2 separate regions of the Zea mays genome follow, and region 1 is linked to region 2. Evidence: chromatin contacts called from public Hi-C data. All regions are on one chromosome and are shown on one strand. The core of a region is the stretch at or near the end of the contact, and the rest is flanking DNA. Distances in the headings are between cores, read along the strand shown. Region 1 holds the start of LOC100273782. Region 2 holds the start of LOC100501153 (F-box protein).

Region 1 (5,586 bases), core at 1,605-4,104, 190 kb before region 2:
AATTATAACTGGGATACAACCACTAACGATTGCATCAAACAGGCGAGCAGAAGATGGGGTATCCCCAGCCGGACTCAAGCAAAAGAAAGACTTGCGCATGCCATCCTGAGCTGCTGCTTTTCCCTGAGCTCCAGTAGAACCTTCTTCTATAACTATGTCTTTTGCACTTTTAAGTTCCTCTACAAGTTTACTGCGGATCTTTCCTCCCTATAATAAGAGATACAAAAAGGTCAACAAAATAGATACATATAAACATAGTCCATCTGTTCCAAAATGTAGGTCATTTTAGTTGTGTCCTAAGTCAAACTTCTTACTTTGACCTAGAAAAACATATCAACATCTACACTGCCAAATAAATGCACTATCAAGACGAATTGCATATAGTTGATTTAACAAAACTAATTTCACATTGCAGATGTTGGACTGTTAGAGCATTTCTTTTATAAACTTGGTCAAAGTTAGAGAGATTTGACTTAAGGGCCTGCGAAGGGAATATGGCGAGCAAAAGTGGATGTTTGCATGCATATGTATTTAAAACAATCAAAACCCAGGGAGTGGTACCAAGAAACTTACAGCATTTCTCTTCAGTCTTCCTCGAAAGAACAGCAATATACTCCTTTTGGATTGAGTTTCTAATACACACTTGTGATCACAAAGATCAACGTTTGGAACATATGGAAGGATGACATCCTTTTCTAGATATACTTGTCCAGGTTTATACCTGAAATAAGATGGTAAAGTGAATAAGTGATGCATCCAAGTAGTTTTCCTAGGTAAAGTGGCAACTGGCAAACAATGAATACCACACCAGTTCCCGGTGGAGTCCATATCAGGTAGAAGCCATATTGCTTTCTTGACAGATCTCCGGACTGACTTAAATGACCATGGATGATGAACAGGAATGACATGATCCCTGCCTTCTGAACGTTGCCAAGCAGGCTGATCTGTGACCCATTTCAAAGCTTCCTAACATCAAGATGTAATGATGATAAGTTCCTCTTGGAATAAATTGAAGTGAATAACAATAAAGTAATTTCCATACACAGAGATAAAGATCTTAAATGATTTTCCTACTGTCAATAGAACCAAACTCAAGCAATGTTATCTGTCACTATAATCTCAGATATAATTGGTCAAACAAATCTAATACTCTTCAATAACTGAATGCCAGGAAGGGTCAAATTTAAATTCATCAACAAATTTTCCTACATAAAGTCATAAACACTAGACTGTCCATGTGGGTGTCCTAAAACAGACATTTTCTGAAAAATAAACCTTAAGAGATGCTCCCAGACCCTATAAAGTGCCTTGCATTCTTGTTTCTCCAGCAAGAAATAACTGATTGTCGTGAAGAATGGCACATAGAAAATGTCGGCTTCTTCTTGCTGCTGAACCCTAATAACACTCTTCAAAAGTCTCTGTGAATCAAGTGCGATGAGATCCGCCCATAGCCAGTAGTCAATAGAATGCTGAAAATGTGAACACAAAAAGCAATTTCATTGTGTGGACAGATGAATAAAGTTCAATATCTTAAAAAGCATGTGATATTTAATTACATGATTACACACATGATCATTAGCTGTAACACAATATGCCTTAAACAGTAGCATGTAAGAGATGTATCATTTTTTAATCCAGAAAGCGTGGAATTTTGAAATCAAAATGCATTGATTCTGGTATGAACTTTGCCTCGCCAACCAAAACAATGCAAAGATTCATTTGTGGCCTGAAAAAGGAATTCTGAAACTGGTTTAAGAATACAAAATATACTCCATTGTACTCTAATCTAATTCACATTCACCTCACAGCAGAAACTTTCCATATCAAAAAATCAAATCTCACTAGTCAAAATGCCATATTTCTGAAAGCAGTAGCTTCGCTGGTCCCAGTTCAGCAACATCTCCAAGCCTCCCAAATTCCAAAGCATCAGAGAGCAGATACATCAGAAAGGAGACTAGGATTGTACAAGTATCCCAGTTCCAACCGAAAACAATCCGCGTGAATCAATGTGCTGAATTTTTTCAACATTACAGGTAGAGCACCTACTGTTGTCACGATTCACCGCAGTATACAGCCAGTGCCGGACCACCTGGGCCCATCGGCTAAGCGTAAATGGATTTTTTGTTTGCGTCAAACAGTATAGATTTTATATTTTTTAGATAAAATATATGTTTTCTGTGATGTAAAAATAAGTTTTGTGCATAATGAGAATCGCCGGGGCTTTTAAAAGATACTAGCTCCGCCACTGTATATACAACCAAATTGCGAAGTACGCGTCTCATAGCATCGCAGCTAAACAAAGGTGCAAGCAAGATGGAAGAAAACTGCAATTCGATCTCACCGCACGCCCACCTGCTCGATGAGGCGGTGCACGGGGCTCCCATTGGACGTGAGGTTGTCGGTGTCCCGGTAGGAATCCCTGAACAACCTCAGAAGATCGTACGTGAACTTGCTCGGCATCTCGTAAACGTAGACCCTGAGCAGCCCCGCGGCCGGCGCGGGCCATGTGGGGTCCCCGTAGAGACGGGCATCCTCCTGGACCCGGATCGCGGCGTCAAGTTCTACGGGAGCGGCGGCGGAGGCAGAGGGATGCGGATCGGAGAGGAAGCGGTCGAGGGAGGCGAGGAAGGATGTGGTGGCGCTAGGGTTCGCGAGGATGGCTGGGGCGGATCGGTGCGAGGATGGGGAGAGGAGGAGGAAGTAGGAAGCTGTGAGGAGTATGAGGGAGGCGGCGACGGCGGCGAGGAGTCGGCGGGAGGAGGCTGAGGCGGAGCGCGAGTGCGCCGGGGAGGGGAACTGCTTCCCGGCCATGGCGGTGACTGGTGAGCAGTGACTCACTGGAGACCCACCAGAGGTGATCGCTGGTCGGCAGTTTGGGACTAGCTGTTGCTTGTCAAGAAGGATTGAAGGACGCCTCGTATGTGCGGCGGCTAGGTGTCATTTGGCCCAAGTGGCGGTCGGCCTGTGGGCTGATCAACCAGTACAGCCCATTTAAAACTTCTACAGCGCTTAAAGGCACCCTCCATTTCACTTTTGTGTGTCATGCTCCTACCAGTGTCATACCATGTCCTGTCCTACAGTGCCCTCAAGTTTTTTAGATTGATCCTATTGTTTTTATCCAATCTATACTATCATTTCTGCTACTGTATATTGTTGAATGTCACCACATGTATCTGATGGAAAATCGTGTACCGCCCACTTGCAATTAGTATGGCGATTGACGAAGATGGCCAACAGATGAAATTGATGCATGGCGTAAGAAAGAAAACAGAGCTCATTCAGAACAAAGCGGCATGCACGAAGTGATTACGCACCAAGGATGCGTCCATGCAAAATGTTGTGCGATTGTATGCATACGTGCGTGCTTTGATGCTTTCACATGACATATATACCTAACTAAACATGTAGCTCATATGTTTCTATCGATGTCATCGTTTTCATTGGTCCAACTAGGGCAATGCCTAATAACAGAAGTGAGCCAGCAATGCATAAAGCGCAACCTAATTGATTTCAATTACTATCTAATCGGTGTATAATCGGTGTAATCTACAGTGTAAATTCTCTATTTTCCACGATCTATTGCGAACAACCTTATATCTCAAGGAAGGATAATACATGATGTTTTCTACATATCTTATATGAGATTTTATTACTACGTTAGATAGAACTTTGTCTATTAGTGCGAACACAACAGTTTCTAAAGCACATCCCCACAAGGACACCAAAAAGATCAATTTGGCTCATCATTGATCGAATCATGCGTAGCAAAGTCCGGCTCCTCTACTCGGACACCCCCATTCCATTAAAGCATGCCAGGTGAAACCAAATGTTCTTTTGTATTGTTTTAGGTGATCGTCAAACTGTGGTTGAAATAATCGCCTCTATGATCTAACTGTAAAAACTTAATTATTTTACCCAACTGTTTATGTACCTCATTTTAAAATTCTTTAAACTTTTCAAAGTCATACCTATATCTACAAAGTCATCAGTAAAAATGATGAAGTATTGAAACCCATCTCTCTTTACTAAATTAACTGGTCCATGTACATCAGTATTTACTAGACCTAACAAATCACTTGTTCTCTCACTTCGACTAGTGAAAGGTGTCTCAGTCATCTTGCCGAGTAAGCATAACTCGCAAATCTTGGATAATTCAAAATCAAAAGACTTAAGAACACTATCTTTATGAAGCAGCTCTATGTGTTTCTTATTTATATGACCTAAGCGATAATATGTGAGATAAAAGTGGGATTCAAATAAACAGTTCGAAGCCTCTTCATATTTAATGTTATGAACATGCTTATCATCAAGATCTAGGATATACAACTCATTCATCAATGGACATCCTTTATAAAACATGTAATTCAAATAAATAGAACAACATTTGTTCTCAATTGTTATTTTGTAATGTTAGTGTGCTAGCATGGCGCGCGCAGCGAGAAAAACCATGGTGGTGTCTTAAGCGTCTGCAACCATAGTGAGAGAGATGGCAGCTGGATAAGATGATTTCTTAAGCACGTCAGGTCCTTCGTGTTTATAGACTCTTGTTAATAGGCTTTTATTCTAAAGATTTATTAACATTCTCATGAATCATAATTGTTTCTTGAACATATATTCATTCAACTGTAGGAGTTTATAGTCTCGATAACCATCAGTCGAATCATGATAGACCCTTTTCCCATGGGCGTCTAGCTAGAGCTCCAATAGTCGCTCCTCTCGAAGATGAGACCTCGGCAGAGAGTAAGGCCTACGATGCTACGTAAAACACTTTCAAATTTCAATATTGAAGCACTAGGACGGAGTGCTCTTTCTGGACGTTAGAAACAAGTAGCGCAGGCAGCAACGAAGGCATAAGTCCATGTCTTCTGTTATCATCCTTTATCTCAATTGTCTACTATTTATTGTAATATTAAAAAATGAATCAATGGTATATAACCTCGATTGTAATCCTCTGGACCTACTAGAGCGTTTGTTAGAATAAGTGCATCATTTGTATACTTAAATTATTTTATCTTGATTATAATAATGTGCAGTTCTTTTTATATTCGAGGAAAAAAAGAAAGACCGGACTATAACGATGTTTGAATGTACTAGAGCTAAATGTTAACTCTAAAATTAGCTGAAGACATTTAAACAGTCTAGCTAATAGTTTAGCTATTAGCTACTTGTATCAAATTAGATACTTCCTTCGTTTTTTTATTTGCCGCAAAAATAAACTAGCGGACGACAAATATTCGAGAACCAAAATAGTAATAGTTGTCAGCTATTTGATAGTTTTAGCTAATTTTATTAGTGCTTTTTTAGTCAACTAACTATTAAGTATTCAAACGCTCCATCAAATCAAAGAAGATCATGGTTCACTTCCTTTCGCTATGCTGTACTTAAATTAGATGGTCACGACGGACGCGTGATCTTTGAGTCTGGGTACGTTTCGTTCGGGCTATCTGCTATATGATGGTGGTGGTGGTGATGCATGATGATACGGAGTTGCGTGCTGCTTTTGTTCCTTTCTTTTGCAACTCGGAGGATGCAATGAACGTCGCGATGAATGCATGAGGGGGTCTAGAGTATACTCCAATGTCCCAA
Region 2 (5,007 bases), core at 257-2,756:
TGTGGGGGAGCAGGTAGCCGAGCTCGGGCGAGACGGAGTTTTGCCCCGAGGGTGAGTTCCGCTTCAGGCGAGACAGAGTTTGCGCCCGAGGGCTAGTGTGTGCCCCTGTCGTATTATGCGTCCCATCCGAAGTTGGTATACGGCGTGCATGTACTGTGGTCGCACGCATAATCACAGTTGCTGAATCTTTGACAAGACTGCGGTCTTGTTGTTCCCGTACACCTGCAGGTCTTCGTGGGTTAGGTATACGCATTGAATGCGGTTGTCCCTCAGCAGACTTCAGATGGGTCTTGCCCTGAGCTTGTCCTTCTTGCCCGAGGCAGGCTCGGGCGAGGCGAACACCGCTGTCCTAGGGTGAGAGGACCTCGGTCGGGACAGAGATTCTCCTGAGAACACGCCCTGTTCGAGAACCAACTCGGGCGAGGTGTGTCTCTTGATCCTTCGACCTCAGGGATTGTACTTTGGTGGTGTTCTTAGGGTTTTAATTGCGTTTTAGGGGTGTATTATCGGTACCCCTAATTACCATACCCGACAATTACATTTTATCTTAGCTAAAAGGTCTAGAAAGGTCTGAGTTGAAAAGAAGCATGATCCCCATTTTTTAATAACTCGCTCAGTCGCTCGTCTTCCTTTAGCTAGCGGGAGTGATACTACGTGGGAGCGTTGCGCCGCGTGACTTCCTATCGCGTTGGACTTGGTAGTTTTCCATAACCTACCTGTGGGTTAGCGACCCATAAATAGAGGCTTGAGTGGTTTTTACGATCTAGGTAACAACCCACTGGTAAAGGTATAAACCTACGTGCTTCGTGCGTGACACATGACAATCATCGAAATTGATGCTTTTATAGTCTTCTAGTCAGGTTTTGTGCATTGCCACATATTCTATATATCATATGAGTAGACTTTATTTTAATAAGACATAAAAAATATATGTTCTAGTTAGGTGGTATAAATATATAGCCCACCACTAGAGTCCAAACTCTCATTTATACACAATTTTATTTTATGTTTATATTAAAGAGAAATATAATGCCGGAACGCCCCCGCGTGTGACACAGATCTATACCAGTAACTCTCTAACATTTTTATATTATTTTAAATTTTTAAAAATAATATAATATTTATATTATTATAATACATATTATTATTATGTTACGAGATACATGTAGTATTAATAATATAAAAATAACATAATTAAAATATAGAATGATTATAGTGCTCATACAGTCAGTCCTTCGCTCTGTGGAGCCGTTTGAGACGGTCTTATCCCCGTAACACCGTCCCGGAGCCGCCACGCCGTCGCGGATCACGCACGAACGAATCATGTCGCCCTGGCGGGGCCCGCGCTTTTCCTCCCCCGAGAATCCTACCATTGCCCTCCACACCTCTACCTCTAGTACTGGTATTAAAGCCGCGTCCAGCGGCCGGCGCGTTTCTCCTCGCCCTAAACTAAAAAAAGGTAACCGTCCCCGAAGCCCAAAGCCAAAAATTCCCCCACCCCAAGGCCGCATCCTCCTGCAGCCTGCTCGAAACCCTCCTTCCTCCTCCTGAATTCGTCAACCGGTCTCCCAAATCGTAGCGGCAATCGGATTGTTTGGTCTCGAGACTGAGCTGTGCTCCAGTCCGTGAGCTATTCGTTGATTTTTCCAGCGTGAAGGCGCCGATTTTTGGGCCGTTGGCTGTGGTGGCCGGTTCGGCGTCTCTGGATCCGGCTGGCTTCCCGCGATAGATCGGGCCATTGGAGCAGCACAATACTTCGGATTCTTGATGTGTCCGTAGCTGCACTCGCGGTGACCTTTTTTGAGGTAAATCGTTGTCTCTTATTGGATAAGTTCTATCTATGTATCAGCCGAGTCATAGTTAATTCTCTTTTCAGTTTTAATGGATTGCCACCATGTTCAAGCATTGTTTACATTTTAGAAGTAGTACTGCCTGGCGATTTTAGTGATATTATTTCCGTGTTCTATCTGATATAATTATGTGATGTGGCTTTGCTCATAGTTTAGTTGTGTTCGTTTCCTACATCAAAATTGCGTGATTCATTTTGCTTAGCTTGCTTTCCCCGTCACATTCGTTGTTTACTATAGTTCGTTGCCTCTTTTGTTTGTTTCAGGAAGCCGGTTGAATTCGTAGACCTGAAGATTTATTAGCTGGCCCACGCCATTTTCGGCAATAAAATATTCGGCTGTTTCATAGCAATTTCAGGGTCCTTCTCAATCTTCTGAAGAAGCGAGCAGAGACGGCTTTTGAACCGGGCGATGCAGGCCAAGGCTCGGATCCACGCTGACCCGGTCCATGAGTTTGACCAATTCGACTGCTTGCACGATTCTCTTGTGCTGCTGATCCTGAACAAGCTCGAGGACGTGCGTTCACTCGGCAGGTGCTCTGCCGTGTCCAAGCGATTCAGTGGCCTGGTTCTCCTCGTCCATGATGTGCGTGTCAAGATCGACCACGTTGTGACCGTGGACGGCGGCGCCGATGACGCTCTGAACCTGTCGTCACCGAAGCCCCACAACATCATCTCGCATCTATTCAAGATGATGCTGTTCGCGATCGCCAAGCCCTTCCATGACATGCGGAGCCCCATTAGCGCAGGGCGGCTGCTGTTCCCTCAGCTCTCTCAGCATTCACCGGTGCAGGTGCTGAAGAACTTCTCCCATGTTCGCAATCTTCAGGTAGAGCTCCCCTCCGGAGATGTTGCAGTCGAGGAGGGGGTTCTGCTGAAGTGGCGGGCTGAATATGGCAGCACACTTCAGAGCTGCGTGATCCTTGGTGGAACCTTGGTTGATCGCAAGGCCGCTGGCAGTGGGCATGAGCCATCACCGGATGACAAGGGAAGCATGCCAGAATCTTTCTATACCAATGGTGGGCTGAAACTCCGTGTCGTATGGACTATCAGCTGTTTGATTGCCGCGTCGACAAGGCACTATCTTCTCCGGTCGATCATCAACGACCATCCGACGCTGAGGAGCCTGGTCTTGGCAGATGCCGAGGGACAGGGCGCACTCTCCATGGGGGCAGAGCAGCTGAATGATTTCAGGGAACACCAATTGTCAGCCTCACCATGTTCTAACAGGACGCAGGTGCCGGCATGCAACATGAAGCTGAAGTACGCTCAGTACCTCGAATTGCCTGGTGGCTTGGCACTGCAAGGTGCAACCTTGCTTGTCACCAAGCCTGCCAGCGATGGTCATGGCAATCGCAAGGAAGTTGAAGCCTTTGTTTCAAGCGCGTTCGATGGACCCTTGAGGTTTGCTGCGAAGGCGCTGATGAAGAGGCGCACCTATCTCCTGGAGATGAATGGGTTCTAGAGACCTTGTTTTTTTGGTGCTTCTTATGAGGAACTCCTGTCTGTCTGGTCTTTGTATATACACTATAGTCATCGAAGCGGATGGACATGATATCAGATTAATGCCTAAAGTAAGCATGCGTAGAGAATTGAGATGTCTCGTGCACGGTGGCAGTTTGTGCCTACTAAAAACACGTGTAGCGCGAAGTATGTGCGTGTTTCCATTTCTCAATGGAAGTGCTGCCTACTAATGCATGTTGGTCATCCCTGAGAAAGAAGCCGCTCTCTTTCACTTGCCTGAATATACGATATACCCCAGTTCAAAGTAGATGTTATCAATCATGTTGTGTGTATACTCTCGTCGTCTCGTTCTTCTCATGTCCCTGCCAAATAAGAGCCCAGCCCATGCATCATTCCAAGCCCACTCACCGGTCCACGATTGCGTTATTGTCTATTACTCTATTCTTACAAAATACTTTTGTCTCCCTTAAAGTTAATATTTGCACTCTTAACTCAAACTGAAAACATCACCTTTCTCGTCTCTCAAAACCGAGCACTTGAGCCTTATGGCTGTTTCGGTGTTTTTTCTTCTTTTATGTGTGTTTTCTTGAGATATAGCCAAAAAATCCACTCATTAAGTCCAGGGTGCATGCTGCTGGAAATTACAATAGTTCAAACTGCAAAGAATACAAGATCAATCGTAAATATCTTTATGTGCATCTAATATTAGGTTCCAAATATACTATCATCACAGCTAAATGAACGAAATGATGTTTGCTTGCAACATAGGAAAAATTTGACAGATAACCCTGCTTGTGTAAACAAGAAACAGCTCGAAGATTTTGTAATGGTTAGGTATCTAACTAATTGAACACAAAAGTTATAAATGTATCCAACGATGATCTACTATAGAAGACGAACTTGCTGAAAGCAATAGCAAAGGCAAGCACCCCATGTATTTGACAAGGGATAGACAATCCACAAACCAGGCGTCAACACTTTAATTCTTAAATAAACAGAGTTATTAAGAAATCTAGAAAACCATAATGATCATTTTCCTTTATTTATTGTAAAGCCATACTAATAGTAGAGCTGCTAGACAGAGTAGCGGCCAGGCACAAAATCAGAAGGAAAAAACCCCAGAGTAGCAATATTCAGTCCATGAATCAGAGCTTCATATTCTGCTGCATTGTTAGAGGCTGGAAATAACAACTGTAGGGCATATCTGAGGTGCTCGCCTCCAGGTGCAGTAAAGAGGATCCCTGCGCCTGCTCCCTGCAACTTTAACGAGCCATCAAAATACATTCGCCATACTTCTGCAGTTTCTGGGTTATCTGGTACTTGTTGTTCGGTCCACTCCGATACAAAGTCAACCAGTGCTTGAGTTTTAATGGCAGTGCGAGGTCGCAATTCAATGTCATGAGATCCCAGCTTGCAGGCCCATTTGGCTATTCTCCCGATGGCTTCTTTGTTGTGAAGAATATCTCCTATCGGAAATCCAGTGACTACTATGACTTTGTGGTCATCGAAGTAGTGACGGAGCTTGCGTGCAGTTAGAAGTACTGCATATAATAGCTTCTAAACTTGAGGGTATTTTTTCTTCGAGGGACCCAGAACTTCACTGATGAAATAAACAGGGTGTTGCACTGGATAGGCATGTCCTTCTTCTGCTCGCTCGACTACCAACACGGTGCTCACCACGTGAGTCGTGCAAGAGA

Evidence for each region. A called contact is a pair of places that touch in the nucleus more often than the background predicts.
Region 1: a Hi-C map of ear shows a contact between it and region 2, with 2.1 times the contacts expected there. The contact joins the promoter of LOC100273782 here to the promoter of LOC100501153 in region 2. A contact is called at or near these places in 4 of 25 Hi-C or Micro-C datasets (bundle sheath, ear, endosperm and 1 more).

What each region holds. Positions count from the first base shown.
Region 1 is chr3:192,118,302-192,123,887 of Zm-B73-REFERENCE-NAM-5.0, reverse strand. It overlaps LOC100273782, which reads right to left and starts at 2,854. Exons shown (of 8, transcript NM_001148185.1): 1 at 2,353-2,854; 2 at 1,296-1,469; 3 at 809-966; 4 at 574-721; 5 at 1-207. The coding sequence starts at 2,811.
Region 2 is chr3:191,928,258-191,933,264 of Zm-B73-REFERENCE-NAM-5.0, reverse strand. LOC100501153 (F-box protein) reads left to right here and starts at 1,506. Exons shown (of 2, transcript NM_001195951.1): 1 at 1,506-1,805; 2 at 2,114-3,476. The coding sequence starts at 2,259. The coding sequence ends at 3,311.